Linked DNA regions of Macaca mulatta: region 1 is linked to region 2. Evidence: chromatin contacts called from public Hi-C data. All regions are on one chromosome and are shown on one strand. Each heading gives the region's core, a stretch centred on a gene start, on an enhancer-like site or on the middle of the called end of the contact. The rest is flanking DNA. Distances are from core to core; before and after follow the strand shown.

What was found. A called contact is a pair of places that touch in the nucleus more often than the background predicts.
Region 1: a Hi-C map of fetal cortex germinal zone shows a contact between it and region 2, with 3 times the contacts expected there. The contact joins the promoter of ACSL1 here to the promoter of CENPU in region 2. A contact is called at or near these places in 3 of 14 Hi-C or Micro-C datasets (cortical neurons, fetal cortex germinal zone and fibroblasts).

Annotation. Positions count from the first base shown.
Region 1 is chr5:193,250,254-193,256,994 of T2T-MMU8v2.0, reverse strand. ACSL1 (acyl-CoA synthetase long chain family member 1) reads left to right here and starts at 1,986. Exons shown (of 21, transcript XM_028848938.2): 1 at 1,986-2,138.
Region 2 is chr5:193,163,407-193,170,469 of T2T-MMU8v2.0, reverse strand. CENPU (centromere protein U) reads left to right here and starts at 4,562. Exons shown (of 13, transcript XM_015139596.3): 1 at 4,562-4,909. The coding sequence starts at 4,860. LOC144340881 (a long non-coding RNA gene) reads right to left here and starts at 4,752. Exons shown (of 5, transcript XR_013417407.1): 1 at 4,508-4,752; 2 at 3,296-3,413; 3 at 1,672-2,013.

The sequences.
Region 1 (6,741 bases), core at 737-3,236, 89 kb before region 2:
TTCAAACAATTCTTCTGCCTCAGCCTCCTGAGTAGCTGGGACTACAGGTATGCGCCAGCACACCCCGCTAATTTTTGCATTTTTAATAGAGACTGGGTTTCACCATGTTGGCCAGGCTGGTCTTGAGCTCCTGACCTCAGTTGATCTGCCTGCCTCGGCCTCGCGGAGTGCTGGGATTACAGGTGTGAGCCACCGTGCCTGGCTGTTCAGGTATCTTAGAATGGGACCTTACTTGGAGATTATCTCTTGATTACAGAGGTCATCAAGTTAAAATGAGGCAATTAGGATGGGCCCTCGTCCAGTATGACTGGTGTCCTTATAGAAAGGGGGAATTTGCACACACACACACCACAGGGAAGATGGTGTGAGGAGACATAGGGAGAAGATGGACATCTGCAAGCCAGAGAGGCCTGGCACAGATGCTCTTCATGACCCTCAAAGGCAGCCAGCCCTGCCCTCGCCGTGATTTTGTACTTCTAGTCTCCAGAACCAGGAAAGACCATACCATTTCGATTGTTGAAGCCACTTAGTGTGTGGTACTTTGTTCCAGCAGCCCTTGAAAAAAATAGACCACAGAACTTGGGAGGTGCCTGCAGAGGCTCTGGGGCTGAGGGACTGGTTGCAGAAGTAAGATGAAAAAGGAGAGGCAAAGATGACAAAATCATGGGTGGGGAGGCGAGATCTGGACAGAAAAACCAGGGATTAGCCAAGTGGGAAGCAGTGAAAACGAACGTGGAGTCCATTTTTTCTAGATCTAGAAGAACTGAGCTGCCAGAGAGGTTGCTGGTGTGTGCGTTGCCCTCACCCCACTGCACCGCTGCGCCCAGCACATTGTGGGAGAGACCCAGGGAAAGTCCTTCAGATATTTGTGGGAGTGAACTGCAGGGTGCCTGAGGCCTGGGGCGAACCCATGGTCAGTTTCCCCGGCCTGCAGCCCAGGCATAGTCCTGTGGTGGTTGTGCCCACACTCTGGGAGCGACCTAAGTGCCAAGTGTGGTACTGCCCTCACTAGCATTCAACCTCTGTGCCCCGCTTCCTCTTTGGTGAAAGGACAGTAATGACAGCACCTACCCCACCGGATTATGAAGATTAAATAGAATAATGTGTATGCAATGTTTGTAGCAGTGCCTCGCATCAAGCACTGGGTAAACAGTATCTGTTATTATCAAAGGCCTTTATGACAACAATCATTCTTCAAACGGCCCGCCAGCCAACGCTGGGCGCAAACCCCACGGTAACCGGGACCACTGTTGTTAGAAGTTGAGGTTCCTGGTCGGTCCCAGGTGCTACAAGGAAGAGTAGCCTTTGGAATGTGAGCCCGAAAACCATCGTGTTGGCTTCTGAAGCCCCCAGACGGGCATGGCAGGGACGCGGAAGCCCTGAGAACCGCACAGCAGGTGGCCGCCCTGGTGCAGCGCGCAGTCGTCCCTCAGCTCCCCTGCACTGGTGTGAGCTGCAGGCGCTGCCCACCTCAGGCTCTGCAGACACCAGACAGAAAAGGTCTTCCGGCCAGGCAGCGTGGCGAAGCCCTGTGGGGCCGCGGTGAAAAAGGGCTCAAAGCGGCCGCGCAAGTCGGTGTCAAGCAAAAACGGAGAGGAAGGCCCTTGCCGCCAGGGCCCTCGCAGCAGAAGCCCGGCCTGCCAGGAGGCCAGCGGGGCACGGGCTGAGGGTGCAGGATCCGGAGGGCGCCGCCCGCCCCTCGGGCATCGCAGGGCCCAGGGCCTCTGAGGTGAGGCGGTCCAATGTACCCTTTGTCCTTCCTCAGATTCATTATGAAATCCCAGGCAGTCCGGGCGACTCCAGCTGCGTTCGCCCGCCGCCGCCTCTCCCCCGCCTGCCATCCGCCAGCCACGCGCACCCAGACTGGAGGGCGGCCGGGCGCGCGGCGGGGCGGGGCCTGCGGGGGGCGGGGGCCTGCGGATGGGGCGGGGCCTCTGGGGGGCGGGGCCGCGGGAGGGCGGGGCCGGCGCGGCGAGCGCACCAGGAGCATCCTGGCTCAACCGCGGCGGTGGCGGGGGCGCAACTAGCAGGCAGAGGCGGCGGCGCCAGCGGCGCCTTAAATAGCATCCAGAGCCGGCGCGGGGCAGGGAGTGGGCTGCGGTGACAGCCGGCGGCGGAGCGGCCGGTCCACGGAGGAGGTGAGTGCGCCCGCCGTGCGGAGCCGCGCCTGCTCCTGCGGCGGTGCCTGGGCCCCGGCCGAGGCGCGGGCTGAGGTTGCCCTTCAGGGCCGAGCCCGGAGCAGCGGCCGCCGCGGAGGCGCGTGAGCCGCCTCAGGCTCGTGGGGCCGCGCCGCCTTTCCGGCCTCCTGCCGCGGCCCCGCTTCCCTCGGCAGCCGGAGGCCTCCAGGGCGCCCGTGCCGCCGCGGCTTCCTGTGTCTGAGCCGCGGGCGGCGCGGGCGCGGGGCTTGTGCGCGGCGGGGGATGCGCGCGGTACCGACCCCTGTGTGTGCGGCGGCGGGGACCGGCCCGGCGGAGCGGCCGGACGCCGCGCTTCGGTTGGGAGGAGGTGGCCCCGCCAGACCGCTGACGTTTCTCTCGGCCGCGGCCCCTGCCTGCCCCAGAGACCGGGTTCGCGGGCGTTCGGACCGCGCGTGGGGCGGGACTGCACCCGCGCCCGCTGAGATGCCGGCCCCACGCCGCGCGCCGGCACGAGGCCCACAGGCAGCTCAGAGGCCGCTGCCAGTTGCCGACATTCTCGCAGTGTCTCCAGAGGAGTGCCCGTGGCCCCTGCACTTGACCGTGGAGCATTGATCTAAGGCGTGCTGGCATTTTTTGAAATTGAGAAGCAAAGATAACGTCTGTCACCTGGCAGCGTAGACAGAGAGTGGCGGTAGATGACTTGAATGGACACGTGGATTCGAGTCTGGGGACAGGCGTTCCCCCAGTCAGTGCGTGTGAGAGTGTGGAAACCCCTTCCCCACTCCGTCCAATTTCAAGGTTATGGAGCGTAGTTAAGAGTGACCATTCTAAAAGCGTCCTCTAGTGCCCTGGCTAAGACTTTTAAGCTTCTTGGTGCAGGAGTATCTGAAGTCCCGCGACTCTCACTGCCCTCCCTGCCTTTTATTATTTCTTGGCTTTTGATTAGCTTTGAGAGAAACTGGTTAAATCTTGCAGGTTCTGCCACACATTTCACAATTTAACCTGTGATTGTCCCATGGAAAACAGTTATTGGCCTCATGCCAGCAAAAAAATCAAAAACTTCTGGTTGATTCTTTTTTTTTTTTTTTCAAGTGCATGTGGGAAGGTTAGGTTGGCTAAAACGTAAAGTTTGAGTTGTAGGTGTGTGCTGCGTAGGCTTGAGAAGATGGAGCTGTTTAAGGAACCATTGCTCGCCATCAGGTTGGAGCTAGACAGTGCAGTGCCATATAGTGGAAAAGGACCGGGTCTTGGGAGACTTACTTTCTTGTTCTGACTCAACTCGGAAAACACCTACCTAGTCTGAGGCCCCCTCAGACTGTCTCAGAGTTGCTGCCACAAACACTGGTAAAACTGTCCCTACCTTCTAGCATGCTTCATGTCTACGTCTTGCTATATCTTTTTTGATGTAACTGTTTTGTGGAAAATGGTTGTGTGTTTGGGGAGGCTTTTGAGAAAAGATAAGGTTGTCTTGTCGTTAGAGCTGGGTATTTCTCCTCCTCTCTCCCTTCCAGTTTGTGAACAAACTGCATTAGACTAAAATATTTCATGAGTCCAAATACTGTGACTAGAAAAATAAACTTGTTAGCAGCACACCTTATACCTCTTCACTTTAAAATAATAGACATATTAAAGACTTCGTTTTCTGAATTTACTGTAAACAGAATACTTGAAAAAAAAAATTACCCAGACGGGTGCGGTGGCTCACTGTAATCCCAGCACTTTGGGAGGCCAAGGCGGGCAGATCACTTGAGGTCAGGAGTTCAAGACCAGCCTGACCAACATGGAGAAACCCTATCTCTACTAAAAATATAAATGATTAGCCAGGCGTGGTGGCACGCGCCTGTAATCCCAGCTACTCGGGAGGCTGAGGCAGAAGAATCGCTTGAATTCGGGAGGCAGAAGTTGTGATGAGCTAAGATCCCGCCACTGCGCTCCAGACTGGGGACAGAGCAGGACTCTGTCCAAAGACAAAAAAAAAAATACTCTTCCCCCACAATTTTAAGCATTTTGACATATTTCCTTCCTGTCTCTGTTGTTCCTATTTTTGCAGTATTTTTATTATTATTGCAGGCAGCCTGACCAAAAAGAAATCTGAGCTGTTAAGTTTTTGGTATTTGGGAGGTAGATACATGTGACTCACGCATGTAGGGACAGGTGTCTGTTTATACCATACAGGTAGAGTTTTCATAGCCACCTCTACTTTTGGGTGAAGTTTAGGCTAACTGGAAGTGTACCAGCATGCTGTGGTGTATGCAGAAAAGTGAATATAATTCAGATTATGTGATAGTTTTCTCTTCTTGGCATTATGTATAACCCAGGGCTTACCACAAACTCAAATTTCTTATGCATTGACGTTCGGCATTTGATGTAAAATGACTATCTCAGAGTTGCTGCCACAAACACTGGTAAAACTGTCCCTGCCTTCTAGCATGCTTAATGTCTAGGTCTTGCTACATCTTTTTTGATGTAACTGTTTTGTGGAAAATGGTTGTGTGTTTGGGGAGGCTTTTGAGAAAAGATGAGGTTGTCTTGTCATTAGAGCTGGGTATTTCTCCTCCTCTCTCCCTTCCAGTTTCACTTTTCTGGAAATAGCAAGACTGTAGGAATAGTAATTTGTAGATATTTATAGTCAGTAACCTTAGAGGAATGTTTCGTTTTTAAGATCAATTGAATTTATTGTGTAAGTTTGCCATTTAAAACGTGCCCATTTGTGTTTACTGTCTCTCATAACCGAACTCTGTTAAATTAGAATCCATTAGTAATGTTTTGTGGACAGTCTTGTTTGGATGATGCAATGCATGAGACTCCTGTACTACAAAATAGAGAAGAATTTCCTTTAAGGCAGCTCAAAGCTGTTGGTATCCTAAAGCCTTTTTAGGCCTCAGTCTCTGACAGGCAGTGATCTGACAGGAGGTAGATAAAGGTGCTGGAGTTCTTAGTGAAGGCTGGCAGTCCAACTTGGTCGTCAGACAAACGCATGACGGTCAAAAGTGCCTTCGACACTGGGGCCTGGAGAAGAATTCTCAGTGGCCAGCGCTGATCTGAAGCTGCAGGGAGTTGAGTTTGAGTTTCAACATGCTGGTACTTCAAGGGGCTTCTGAAAAGTTTTAAAGGAGCACAAGCCCTGAAGGAGTAGCTGAACTTAGTGAACTAGAGAAGGCAGGGGCAGTTTTACCAGGGTTTGTGGCAGCAACTCTAAGATTGTCATTTTACATCAAATGCTGAATGTCAATGCATAAGAAATTTCAGTTTGTGGCAAGCCTTGGGTTGTATATAACGGCAAGAAGAGAAAACTATGACATAATCTGAGTGATGTTCATTTTCTACATCATGACATTTTCGCTTTCTTTTTTTTTCTTTTCTCCCAGATAAGGTCTTACTCTGTCGCCCAGGTTGGAGTACAGGCACAATCATGGCTCACTGCAGCCTCCACCTCCCTGGGCTCAGTTGATCTTCCCACCTCAGCCTCTCCAGTAGCTTAGAGTACAGGCGCACACCACCATGCCCAAATAATTGTTTTTTTTTGTTGGGGTGGTGGTGAAGCGGTTTTACCGTATTGTCCAGGCTTGTCTCGAACTCCTGGGCTCAAGCGATTTGCCCTCCTTGGCCTCCCCAAAGTGCTAGGACTACAGGCGTGAGGCACTGCATCCAGCCCACTTTCACTTTCTTGACTGTGTTAGAAACAACACAGTATTCATTCGCTTATGACCTTTGAGGAATCTAGAGGGGTGGGTGAAATACTGGAGACTCCTTGAAGTGTGGCTGGCTTCAAGGGTGTCACCCTTGGACAAAAACTTAAGTGGAGGTGAGTAAGGGCCCTGCTACCCTTTGCTGCCAGCCTTAGAAGGATATGATCATCTGGAGGCAAATAGCTTGTTGCTTGAGGCCAGGAGTTCAAGACCAGCCTGGGCAACACAGCAAGACCCCATCTCTAGAGAAAAAAGGTAAAAACAATAACATAAAATCTCAAAACTGGTGGTTCCATATAGGTGCCTGGGCTGATTCTCTTTATGAAATATTTGCTGGTCTTCAAGTTTAAATAAAATTCTGAAAGCTGTCTAATATCTAAACCAAAACCACTTACCACAGAAAAGCTATATTCATTTTTCATATTTCAAGAGTCATGAACGCTTATTGGAAAAAATTTGGGAAATAGGAAAAATGAAGCTCTTCCAGAGATTAAATACTATTAACATTTTGTTGTATTTCCTTCCGGTCTTTTTTCCCTATACAATAAACAAATTTTAAGCATATATTGTTAATTAAAGATTAAAATTTTGACAATTTAATCACCTAAGTTATATTGTGGGCTTTTTTCCACGTCGTTACATATTCTTCAAAAACTAAGTTCTGAAGACAACTGCATTATTTGCTGTATGGACCATAATTTAGTTGCTTCTCCCCTATTGCTGGATATTTTTCAGAACAGTTTACCCACCTTTGTTATATGTTTAAATAGGTCTTTAAAAAATAGGGCATGTTCTGCTTTAAAACTCTTGAAATTAACAATAATTTGAAAAGTGTTTTTACTAATGAATAGGCTTGATGGACTTTTGGGTTCATGTGTTCCAGTCAAAAGCGGTTGAAATAGGGATTTCATGGT
Region 2 (7,063 bases), core at 3,313-5,812:
CACACAGGTCTGCAGCAACTTCAGTTCTCGCTTCCTCCGAGGAAAGAATTTGACCAAGGGGCACAAGGCAGAGTGACAGAGGCAACTTTTAGAGCCCAGTGAAAGTTTATTTAAAAGTTTTAGAGCAGGAACAAAAGGAAGTACACTTGGAAGAGGGCCAAGCGGGGACAGGAGAGAGTCAAGTGCTGTGTGGCCTTTGACTTGGGGTCTTATACGTTAGCATGCTTTGAGGGAGGGGGCATGTTACCTGTCCCCAGAGTCTTCCCTTGGGGAGGGCTGTCCCGATGCGCAGTGGCCTGCCAGCACTTGGGAGCGGCCACAAACGCAGTGTGGTTACCGAGGCTGTGCACATGCGCAGTTGAGGCGTTCTCCCGTCTACCAGTTAAACGCCATCATTTTGCCTCTCACCGCGTTTGCTTGAGCTCACTCACCCAAATCCTTGGATCTTATCGGGAAGCTGCTAATCACCAGCTTCAGATGCTTTCCTGGTTGTAGAGGCCCTCTTCTGCCCTGCTCACGTCTGCTCCGACTACCTTACTAACGATCCTTCCTTCCTCACCGCCCTCCTAGACACAGTCTTCTTAGACACAGAAGGCTGTGGAGTTTAGCAAACTTTACTGACGGTTAACTGGTGGAAAGAGACCAGCACAACACAGGCACCATCTTAAAATGGAAAATACTGGCCATGACTTCCCTAAAAAGTAACCCATCTTTCTCCTTGCGGGGAGTTTCTTTCCTGATTGGTTGGAATCTGCTGGGCACCTCCTCTACCATCTACACACCCTTCTCCCCTATGACCAGCCTCCAGCCCCCACATTTATATCGAGGGCTTATGATGAGCCTCTGTGTTCTCTTCCTGTCACTCCAAACCAGGCTCCCCACCTGGCTTTCTATATCTAGAAACTCGCAGAGATGCTGTGGTTTCCATCCTCAACAACACAAATCACTACAGAAACTCCAAGATGGCTCTTCTGGGTCAGTATCGTAGGTAGGGCTCTCACACAACCTCTGCTCAGAGCACCCCAGGAGTCTCCTTCCTGTGATAGCATCCACTGGCTTTATCAGGTTACCCCGCCCCAGGCATCCTAGTAGACCCCTTTCCCTCTGCCTTCCCCTCACCCAAGCTGAGAATCACTGCCCTAAGCTGACAGTCTAACTGCGGAAGCAGCGTGGAACAAAGGCAGGAGTGGGTTGGAATCTAGCTTCCCTATGAACAGCTCTACAACCCTGCGCAAGTTTCTGTCATGGATGTATCTGTCTCCGCTCCCCGCCACTCCAGTTCCAGCCGGAATCCAGGTGGTGCCAGGAAGCAAATGAGTGTATTCCATTTCCCCGGCCACAGGGATTGGTTCAGGGGCAGTGTGATGGTTAATGTTAGGTGTCAACTTGGCTATGCTATGGTGCCGAGTTGTTTGGCAAACACCAGTCTAGGTATTGCCATGAAGGCGTTTTTTAGGCGTGATTACTATTTAAATCAGTAGGCTTTTACTGAAGCACATCACCCTCCATAATGTGGGTGGGCCTCATGCAATCTGTTGAAGGCCTTAAGACTGAGATTTCCTGAAGAAGGAATTCTCCTCAATCCTGCCACACAGACCCTCCGCCTGGGTTTCCAGGCTGTTTGACCTGCTTTGTGGATTTTGGACTCATGATGGCAACATCAACTCTTACCTGAGTTTCTAGCCTGTGCGCCTGTTCCCAGAGATTGCAGACTTGTCAGCTTCCACATTCGCATGAGCCAGTTCTTAAAATCTCTCCCTGCTGTCCCCGTATGTACATTGGTTCTGCTTCTCTGGAGAGCCCTAATACAGGTAGGCGCGGCAGCCCTTTTTCTGGGAAGGCTGGGAGATACGGAGTCTCTTTCTCTGAATGGTGGAATTCAGACAGACACGGAATGGTGCCGGGTTTCAAGCTCTGGACCAGGCTCCCAGGAGCTCACTCAGGCAGCACCACTTGCTGTCAGTGGGACCGCTCCCTGGGATCCTCCGCTGAGACGTGGGATTACAGTGCCTACTGCAGAGGGTAATTGAGAGGATTACATGAGTCAACAGATAGTAATCACTCAGGACAACGCCTGCATCATAAGTGCTCGGTAAATCCAGAAGGAAGAGGGAAAACAGAAGACCTGGCCCCTGGAAAAGTCGACGTACGAGGTGGGCAAGCAAAAGGACTCAGAGCCCTGACGGTTTCTCAAACCTCTCCATCCAACTCAGCTGGACACTCATTCTACCTCTGGATGTTTCAGTGACTCAGGGCCCTGCCCGCTTCTCAAACCTCTCCATCCAACTCCACTGCACACTCATTCTAACCCTGGACATTTCAGTGATGCATGCTCCTGATTTTCCTTTATTATTTACATGTATTTGGGTTGAGCGTTTGTTATTTCCACCCAGAGTGCTGAACCCCTTCTTGTTTTGACTGGGTAGTTTCTTTTTTCAGACCCGCAAGCACAAAAGGTTTGACTACACCCCCTTTCCTAGAAAACGGAGCTTCTCACTCACTCTCTTAAGGGCAACTACTTTTAGTGGCTCCAGGAACTTATTTCTACCCACCCACAGGGAACTACCTTTAATACCTTACAGGTGATTCCCTTCTATGGCAGTTGCCCACATGATTTCCAGGTAAACAAGCATTTCACTGAAGAGGAAATAGGAATGGCCTATAAGCAGTAAAAAAGATGATCAACTTAGGGGAAATGCAAACCAAAACCCAACAGGATGCCCATATGGAAACCCATTTTAACTCACTGGATAAACAATGTAAAAGTCTTTAAAATGCTGAATATTGATAATATTTGAAGCCAGTGGGGGGGGGGGTGTAAACTGTACGATCTACAATGTGTAAACACTGGTATTATCATGGAAAGCTGTACTCTGTATCCTACATAGCAGTAATATCCCTACTGAATCTATCCCTAGAGAAGCTCTTAGACATGTCCCCTGCAAACCTCCTATAAGAGTGTTCAGTGCTGTATTGTTGGTAACAACAAAGTACTGCAAACAACTGATACACCCACACACAAGAGAACAGATAAATAAAATATGGAGTATTTACTTATGCATTCCAAAGACTGAACATAAATGAACTGCAGCTACATGCAGATTTAGATGCAATTGCGGATACATCTAACAGTAACAGATTTATATGAGGACGCAAAGGCATTAAGAATGATACAATGGACTTTGAGGACTTAGGGGGAAGAGTGGGATGGGGGCAAGGGATAAAACACAACATATATGGTGCAGTGGGGTGATGGATGCACCAGGATCTTACAAATCACCACTAAAGAACTTACTCGGCCGGGCGCAGTGGCTCACGTCTGTAATCCCAGCACTTTGGGAGGCTGAGGCAGGTGGATCCTGAGGTCAGGAGATCAAGACCATCCTGTCTAACACGGTGAAACCCCATCTCTACTAAAAATACAAAAAAAAAAAAAAAATAGCTGGGCGTGGTGGCAGGCGCCTGTAGTCCCAGCTACTCGGGAGGCTGAGGCAGGAGAATGGCATGAACCCGGGAGGTGGAGCTTGCAGTGAGCCAAGACTGGGCCACTGCACTCCAGCCTGGGAGACAGAGCAAGGCTCCGTCTCAAAAAAAAAAAAAAAAAAAAAAAAAGAACTTACTTATGTAACTAAATAGCACCTGCACCCCAATAATTTATGGAAAAATAAAATAAAAAATAAAAGCAATAGCTTTAGTAAGAAAGGACATTTGCAGAATACCTACCAAATATCATATAAAGTTTAGAAACATGCAATAATCAATACATTATTTGGGGCTATATCAAGGTAGAAAACCACAGGAATGATACACATAAAATTAGAACAGTGGTTATTCTCTGGAGGAGGAGGGTGCCATTCAGAGGGGTACCCAAGAGTTATGTATAATAATGATTCATATCCCCATCCAGTGCTGGTTACACGGATGTTTGTTTTTATCCTTACATTACACATGTTATATTCTTTTATATGCATGAAACGTAATTTTTTATCATAGTAAAATATACACAACAAAATTTAGCATTTTAACCGTTTGTAAGTTTACAGTTCTGTGGCATCAAGTACGTTCATCTTGTGCATCCATCCACCACTATTTCCAAAACGTTTTCATCATCCCAAACTGCTGTTGGTATCATATCCAAGAAATCATACCACCAAGTCCAATGTTATGAAGCTTTTGCTCTGTTTTCTTTTAAGAGTTTTAATTTTAATTTTAGCCTTTATATATAGGTGTTTGATCCATTTTGCGTTAATTTTTATACGCGGTGTAAGGTAAGGGTTCAATTTCATTCTTCTGCATTACACATTTTTAAACAGAAACAAAATAAAAGAACAAAAGGATCCCTGACCATTTACAAATGAAGGTGCTGGGATAGAGGTAAAGTAACGTGCTAAGCTCAGACAGCTGATAAAGGCAGCAGGGGCTGCAAGCCAAATCCTGTGGGTCTGTCAAGACGACTGCGGCCTCAGCGGCACCAGCTGCGATAGCTGGTCTGCGCCCACCCACTTACCTGCCCACAGGCTCAAGGACACTAGCTCCTCCCCTTTCCCCACCCACAGGGGGCGGTCCCACGTGGCTCCGGGGCTTTCGGGCTCTGGAAAACTGGCGATGCGGGTGGGAGGAAAGCCCGGAAAACTTTGGCATGACATGGACCGTAGGTAACTGGTTGTGCGGCATGGACTTCAGTTCCGTTGCGGTGTGATAGCCAGGCCCAGTTTTCCCTCCCGCTCCAAGGCGGGGAGGAGCCCGGGGCCCGCTCAGGAAGTTCTGCGCACGCGCGCGTGCTCGGCCCGGATTGGCTGCTCGGAGCGGCGAGGGGCTTGGCGGGAGCTTCCAGTCGCTCGGGAGCGGAGGGCGGCATCATGGCTCCGCGGGGGAGGCGTCGGCGGTCGCGGCCTCACAGGCCTGAGGGGTAAGTACTGCCGACCCTCAGAACGCGAGGCCGGAGACCAGCTTGAACTGCTTCCTCGCCTGCCGCGGTTTGCGCCTCCCGGCGCTGTTCGTGCTCCACTGTGGAGCTCGCTCGAGTGGCCAGTCGCCCGGGTCCCGGCTTTCTCGTCAGACTAGTGGGGATAAGAGTGATTCCCACCCGCACGGGCCTAACCCTGCCTGGCGGGCGGGAAGACGTTAGCCAGTGTCGTGTCGTTTTGTAGGGGGCAGTAGTGCCGTCCAGAGTAGTGAGTGTCGAAGTGTTAGCTTGAAAGCAAAACATTCAGCAAATACTTATTGCCTACGATTTGGCAGACTTTAATGTGAGTGGAGTTTACTCTCCGGGAATCAGTTTTCTTATTTTGAAGACGCTGGTGTTTTCGGACTGCAAACCACAGACCGGAGCACAAGTGTGGCTGGGGGAGCGAGCTGCCGCCTGCCTTTCTTCAGGGTGGGTGGAGCGGTTGTTGTTCATCAAAGCCAGCGCGCGTTTGGTCGGTTGCAAGACGCGCTCTAGAATGCTGGTCGCTGATTGGTTGGCGAATGGCCATCCAAGGCCCGGCCTGGATCTGGCGGGAAGGGTCTCGGCTCGCTGCAGACCGTGCACAAAACCGTGCGCCAAGACGGTCTGAAGACAACAGGAGTTCCCCGGCGGGGAAGGCTGCCTGGAGAAGGTGGTGCTGGCAGCTGCGGGGTTAGGGTGGAAAGCTGGAGCAGGACACCGCAGGTAGGTGGGGAAACCGAGACCAGACTCCTGGGGCCAGTGGAGAAGAGGATTAGAAAAGAATGTCAGCCTTGAATATCAGCTGAAAAGAGTTTATCCGAAAGGCTAGTGGTTTTTGTTGTCTTTATTTTTATTTTTTTTAACATTTTTGGGTTTGAGACTCATGAAATCTGTTCAGGCCTCCTCCCAGAACACACTAATGCACATACAACAGAATTTTTTTTTTTTTTTTTGAGTCGGAATTTCACTCTAGCCCAGGCTGGAGTGCAGTGGCGCAACCTCCGCCTCCCAGGTTCAAGCGATTCTCCTGCCTCAGCCTCCACAGTAGCTGGGATTACAGGCGTGAGCCACCACGTCCAGCTCATTTGTGTATTTTTAGTAGAAATGGGGTTTCACCATGTTGGCCAGGATGGTCTCGATTTCCTGACCTCATGATCCGCCCGCCTTGACTTCTCAGAGCGCTGGGATTACAGGCGGGAGCCACCGCACCTGGCCCAGAAATTTTACCTGTGGGTTGTCACAGAGGTTTCTGTCTCTCAGAAGCCCCACCTTGACTGCAACCTAAGGCAAGGAGGAACCTTGACTTTTTTTCCCCCCCAAGAAAGGACAAGACAGCTCAAAGAGTTTAGATGATGAAGTTTATGTGGTCTAGTTTTTGTTGTGTTTCTGTTACTTGGCTTTGTGACCCTTGATAAGTCACTTAAATTTTAGGAACCCCGGAATCATCATCTATAAAATTGCCATAAAACCAGTACTTGTCCTACCTTCTTCCTTAGGTTTCATGAAGTAAATAAATCATGAACTTGTTAGAAATGCAGAGTCCCAGGCCATGCCCCAGAGGGACTGAATCATACACTCCTGGGGTGGTGCTGAGCAACCTGTTTCACAAGCCCTGCTGCGAATGTTGATGACACTCCAGTCTGGGAACCACTGCTCTGAACAGTTTTCTAACTTTTTTTTTTTAAACTGTGATTCACAGTAATGATGTTTTATATCACACTTAGTACACATGCGCACACATCCACACATAACAAAACAAAAGGCTTATGAACATAGTATATCCAGTGCAATGTTTCATTTTATATTTTCCTTTTTTTTGTTTTTTTTAAAATGCTGGCCTGGCAATCTTAAAAGGACATTATAGGACAATTGATGTGATTTGGGTATGGACTGTAGATTAGATTATGGTATCAGTGTTAAATTCCTTGATTTTAGAAATTGTACCATGAATATGCAGGATAATGCCCTCCTAGGAAAGACATATTATGGTATTTAGGGGTAGAGGTGCACAGTGTCTCCAGTCACACACGCACACACGCGCGCACGCACACAGCAAATGAGTAAAGGGCATACAGAAGGTCCTTGTACTGTTTGCAACTTTTCTGTGAGCTTGAAATGATATCAAATAAAAGG